Regions from separate parts of the Mus musculus genome. Here region 2 is linked to region 1. Evidence: chromatin contacts called from public HiChIP or PLAC-seq data. All regions are on one chromosome and are shown on one strand. Each heading gives the region's core, a stretch centred on a gene start, on an enhancer-like site or on the middle of the called end of the contact. The rest is flanking DNA. Distances are from core to core; before and after follow the strand shown.

Region 1 (2,940 bases), core at 1-2,500:
ATCATCTATCCACTTATCCACCCATTCATCCATCACCTATCCATCTTCCATCCATCCATCCATCCATCCATCCATCAATCCATCCATCTGCCTATGTATCCTTTCTCCATCCATCCTCCAACCATCCATCCTTTCTCTATAAATCCCCCATCCATTCTCCTTTTGTCCTCCACCCATTTGGATGGATCCTCAATCCATATATTGTCCACCTAATATGCCTATATCTATACTCCATCTGGCCTCCATCCTTCCAGCCTCTCTCCATTCTCCTTGCATTCATACCACATCCCCCTAGTCAGCAAATATTACCAAATGTCTGTTGTGTGTGGGACAATGTGAAAAGTACTATGGAAAGATTCAGAGGCAGACCAGGCTACTCTCCCAAAAGAACTTCAATGCTGGTAAGGAGAAAGGAGCCAGATTTAAGTCAGGCTGCTTGTGCCATGTGCTGATCTAGCTCTGTCCTGGCTTGGGCCCTCCCATGGTACCCTTCCAATATACTCCTTATCCTCTGAATGACCCATCCCTGGCAGGGAGGGGCTCACCTTGACTTTCCTTCTTTGGGTGATCACAGTGGGAAGCCAGCTGTGCTCTGCAGCGTGCCACTGAAGCCCTGTTGGTAGCCAGTACCAAGGTTCGTCCTGAGGATCAGAGACGCCAGGAGGCTACCAGGGCCATGTTTGAGGCTGTGGGGAGTGTTCTGGAAGCTTCGCTCAGCCACAGATCAGAAGAGCCCATGGAGGCTAACAGCAGCCAGGTGGGTGCCCTGGACCAGATGCAGGCCTCGTGCATGCTGCACGCCCGGCCCATGCTAGTGTTGCTAGGTGGATCCTTCTCGCCAACCTACAGATGATGGAATAGGCACAGAGGCTACAGTGCTTCTTGGAGGCTGAGAGGAAGGCTCTAGAGAGCAAATGTGGATAGCACACAACACACAGAACAGGGTCCCTGCACTTAGTGAATCCCTCCTGTCTCACAGAACAGGGGCCCTGCACTTAGTGAGTCCCTCCTGTCTCACAGAACAGGGGCCCTGCACTTAGTGAGTCCCTCCTGGCTCTTGGGAGCCAAGCTACCCAACACCTCCTTTCCTCATCTATACCTGAAAGCACTCTGCCTCACCCCGTCAGCTGTCCACTGGACAGGTTATATGAACCACTTGACAAGTTTGAGCAATGTCCTGGTTCCTGTAACCAAAACATAGAATGTCTTTAGGAGTCAACCACCCAGAACAAGAAATAAAGTACAGCTGTGACCTCAAGAGTCACTGGAGGGCCTTGAGAGTACTTCCTCTGGGGGTAGCATCATGGCGAAGCCACAAAGCCAAATGGGCTACTTTTTCTACCCAAAACAACAACTACCACACCCTGAAGGACAGACACATGCAAAGATGTCTTACATGTGTCCACACATTCAGATACTAAACAGACTCCCATGTTCATCCTCGAACACGCATACATACACACAATTCACAACTACATACGCACATACGGGATGGAATGTCCACAATTCCGTGTGTGCACATGTGTCCCTGGGATGGAACTCGGGTTGTCAAGTTTAGTTGCAAGCATCTTATCCAGTGAACCAACTAACTGACCCCAGATGTGTCTGATGTGGGGGTTTGGATGGGGCAGGGCACTGAGCCTTGCCTATAGTTCTTATCTCTGCTGGAGCAACACCTAGGCCACACGCATGAACCCACAGCACAATCACACAGCAAAGGGTCACACAGAACAATGGCTCTTCATATGGATCCTGAAGCCAGGTTCTCCGAGCGCCCTGGTTCATTTCACCAATATGTGACTTTCCTAAGTCACCTCCTGTAGATGCCTGCTTTGCCTATGACCTGTAGGGCTGTCTCTGTCTATCACCTCCCAGACCCTGCTAAGAGTCCCACACTAACCTGGGGACAACGATGACAGTTCACAGTCATGTCCTGCTTCCTTTCCAGGCTTACATTGTGGCCCAGCTGCTTCGGGTTATAGACCATTTTCAGAGTGCCCTTCTGCTGGGGACATTGCCAGGAGGCCTTCCAGCCATCCTGGTCACCCCTTCCATCTCTGTATACACAGACAGGTACTGAGCTCTGCTATGCATGCCCAAGAAAGTTGATGCCCTTACCCAACTCCAAGCTACCCAAGGCATAGCCCAGAGGTCAGTCTCGGGGATAGAGAAGTTTTGGGATCTGAGCCTGGTGCGTGGGTGTAATGGAGTCTTTCCGCCATGGTAGGTGTTTGTATGGGACAGCAGGGGAGCTATAGAGAGATAAGGGCAGTGTTAGAATTACCTGAGCTATGCAGTTAAGGGGGCTAATGAGGGGGACCACCTCCTCACACACATGATTCTGTGTCATGGGTAGCCCTGGCTATCCCATTATTGTAGAGAGCCCGTGGCAGTCCCAGACACACTCACTTGAGCTTTCCCAGGAAGGTTTGTGTCAGCTTCAAGCTACTTTCTGTTGTATGTGTTTTCCAGGGAAGTTATTCTAGTGTAGTTATGTATTTATTTGTTGAGAGCAGGTCTTGCTGCGTGTGTAACCTTGGCTGACCTGGGATTATTTATGTAGACCTGGATGGTCTCAGAATTACAGTGATCACTCTTCCCCTGCCTCAGGGTTGGGTTTTATAAGCACTTGAGCCACCATGGGTAGCCTGGTGGATATTTTAACTCATCCATATATAGACGAAAACAACCAAAAATAGAAATCGCTTCACCCAAGTCTATCTAACTTGGTACTTATTGATGTTAGTTACAGGCATATAGGCAACTTATGGGTGGGTGGGTGCACAACTGAAGAAAAGAGCCCCACTTGTCAACAATTATTGCCTGCTTATATATCCTTGGTGGTGGGAGGAGCCTGTGTGTTCCCTGGCCCCACAAGCCCTGTGAGCTCTCTTGTCCTTCCAGAGTATAATGTTAATGGGCCCAGTCTTAGGGGCCTTA
Region 2 (3,047 bases), core at 314-2,813, 490 kb before region 1:
TATCAGACTCCCGGAAGTTTAATTGAGGTGGCATTAGGCCTGGGAATGTACCTCAGATGATAGCGTGTTTGCACAGCATGCTCAAGGTCCTGGCTTTGATCCCCAGGACTGTCGAACCGGGGCATGGTGCTGCGGGCCTGTCATCCCGGCACTCAGGAGGTGGAGATCTGAAGTTCGAAACCATCCTCAAGTAGACAGCAAGGTCTCTGCTAGCTTGGGCTGTATGAGACCCTGACTCTGACATAACAAATAGATAAATGTAAACTGTTCAAAAAGATATGGAGGCGATACACTGCTATGGAACTGGGAATTGTTTCCAGAAGTGTAGCAGCTACGTGAGATAGTGACTGGGAGAGGGTCTCTGGTCATGTCCACCGCCTAGCTCCACAGCGTAATAGCGGGAATTCCTGGCCAAGCACTCATGGTTAGTAAAGGGCTCTCAAGCACCAGCCTCTTTGCCTGTCATGATATCACAACCAGCCCATTCCTCAGAGGAGAAGACTGAGGCTCTAGCATGACTCCCCTCCCCTCCCCTCACCCCGCTCCAAGCTCAAGCTAAGGACTTGCACCCAGTGGGTTCCTACAGGACAACTGCCCACAGAAATGGCTCTGCTAGGGGACAGAGCAGGGCCCCGGGCCAGCCTCACTCTTGCAAATGAGTCCTCCTTGCTGCTGTGGTTAGCAGGCCAGCCCTTCATTTCCCCACCAGGCTCAGCGTTTTGCAAACCAAGCCTTAGGGTGGGCAGGGTCATCTCCTGGCAGTTCCCCCGCTGCAGCCAGTGGGGAGATGAGCAATTGCTTCCCTCTCAGAAAGGCAGCACGGGGCCAGAAGCAGAGCCTGGGTCCTGAACCTCCTCCAGCCCAGGTAGATGGGGCAGCCTGAGCTCCCCATTAACGGAAACAGAAATTTAATTTGCTCCGTGGCCAGATCTACAACTGGCCTCCCCTCCCCGCAGCCGTGTCCAGGGCCCCAGCTTGGGGTCCCTAGCCTGCTGTGTCACCAACACCACCTGTCACCCCTCTGACCTCCACTTCCTGCTGGTAAGGTGAAAAAAGAAAAACATACACAAGGGGACCTGAGGGTTTAAAGAAATAAGTTCATATTCAAGAGCTTAACAAGTACCTGGCAAAAGCCTACACTCAAGCTGCTGTCAATCAAAAGTTCTCGTGGTCAGTGACAGTGTCAGACCCAGGTGCCTGCCGGGCATTGCTCTGGAAGACAGGCATCAAGCAGGGGACGAGACAGATCTCCGGTAAATTAGTAAGTACAACATTTGGCAGCAATAAGTACCATAAGACTTAACCAGAGTGAGCCATGACAGGACGGGAGGGATGCTCTCTGAGTGATCAGGGAGGTCTCCCTCAGAAAGTGACATGGAAGCTGACATCTAAGAAAGGTTACCCTAGGAGCCGCAGGTCTCAGCTCAGTGGGTAAGGCACTGGCCATGCAAGCATGAGGGCCTGCACTCAGAACCCATGTCAAAGCATGAGATAGGATCAGACATCAGCGACACCAGCCCCGGGGGAGGAAGGGAAAATGGAGAACTCCTGGGGCTTAATGGCCAGCCGGGCCAGCCAGAACAGGAAACTCCAGGTTCCAGGAGATTGTCTCAGAGAACAAGGAAAGGAAGTAGGAGAGAGAGAGAGACAGGTACTGTCAACCTCTGAGATCTACACACACATGCATGAGCGAGCACACCACACATGTGCGGTACACTGCAGCACACACACACACACACACACACACACAGAGGGGCTTGAGATGACTCAGCAGTTAAGAGCAGTTACTGGTGTGTGTGGCGGGGGGGGGGGGGGGGCGCCTGGGTTCAGTTCCCAGCTCCTACATCAGGGGGCCCACAGTCACCCAAAACTCCACCTCCAGGTGATCTCAGGCCTTCCTCTGGCCTCTCAAGGAGCCTGCATATCCACGGTGCACAGAAATTCATGTAGGCACACACATATACACGTACATTTACAACACAAATCTAAAATAAATAAAGAGAAGTATTCCAGGCAGAGCAGCAGTAAGATGGAGAAGCGTGAGGTGTGGTCTAGGGGAAGCAATGACATCCCTGCTGGGACACGCTGCAGCTGTTCCCTGGAGCCTCATGACACCCTCTCCCTGTGCATGTCCTCCCCAGGCTGGACATGGGCTCACAGCAGCTCCACAGAGCCCATATATCTGCTCACACGAGCTCCACACAGCCTGGACATGTGCTCACACCAGTTCCACACAGCCTGGACACAGGCTCACACCAGCTCCACACAGCCTGGACACATGCTCACACCAGCTCCACACAGCCTGGACATGTGCTCACACCAGCTCCACACAGCCTTAACAAGTGCTCACACCAGCTCCACACAGCCTGGACATGTGCTCACACCAGCTCCACACAGCCTGGACATGTGCTCACACCAGTTCCACACAGCCCGGACATGTGCTCACACCAGCTCCACACAGCCCATACATCTGCTCACACCAGCTCCACACAGCCTGGACATGTGCTCCACCAGTTCCACACAGCCCGGACATGTGCTCACACCAGCTCCACACAGCCTTAACAAGTACTCACACCAGCTCCACACAGCCTGGACATGTGCTCACACCAGCTCCACACAGCCTGGACATGTGCTCACACCAAATCCACACAGCCTGGACACGTGCTCACACCAGCTCCACACCCCCCCGCCCCCACCACACACACATACACTGGTTGCTTCTCTTACCCACAATCTATTCTTCCCCCTTTCAGGCCTTTTCACTATGATCTGTTAGCGCCCCCCCACCCCACCCCCAAGTATCCTCTGGTGCCTTCTGTGACCCTCAGCAAGTGACAACTTGCCAATTGCATATTTGATATTTCCTCCCTAACCCTCAATCTTTCGTCTGTATCCTTTAGTTTGCAACCAGGACATTCAGGAATATGCCAGATGCCATGTAAGGACTCGGTGGGAAAGCAGACCAAGCCCCTGACTAAACCCTGTGACCAAGGCAACTTATAAAAGAAGATGTTCAGTTTGGGTTCCAGTTTCAAACAGAGTCTATG

Evidence for each region. HiChIP or PLAC-seq counts read pairs in DNA pulled down with a chosen protein or histone mark.
Region 2: a contact with region 1 is called in an H3K27ac HiChIP or PLAC-seq map of large pre-B cells, with 2.9 times the contacts expected there. The contact joins two enhancer-like sites. A contact is called at or near these places in 2 of 484 Hi-C or Micro-C datasets (both in bone marrow-derived macrophages), 2 of 115 datasets of contacts at active chromatin or transcription factors (large pre-B cells and pro-B cells) and 1 of 9 other capture datasets (embryonic stem cells).

The regions. Positions count from the first base shown.
Region 1 is chr8:117,045,196-117,048,135 of GRCm38.p6, reverse strand. It overlaps Pkd1l2 (polycystic kidney disease 1 like 2), which reads left to right. Exons shown (of 43, transcript NM_029686.4): 18 at 575-757; 19 at 1,949-2,073. Among named protein-coding and RNA genes, the nearest start is that of Gm15395, 15 kb to the right of the region's middle. Within about 2 kb of position 1,250, at least 8 of the 459 cell types and tissues checked have an H3K27ac peak or open chromatin away from gene starts, as enhancers often do.
Region 2 is chr8:117,535,632-117,538,678 of GRCm38.p6, reverse strand. All of the region lies in intron 2 of Plcg2 (phospholipase C, gamma 2), which reads right to left. Among named protein-coding and RNA genes, the nearest start is that of Plcg2, 39 kb to the right of the region's middle. Within about 2 kb of position 1,563, at least 67 of the 459 cell types and tissues checked have an H3K27ac peak or open chromatin away from gene starts, as enhancers often do.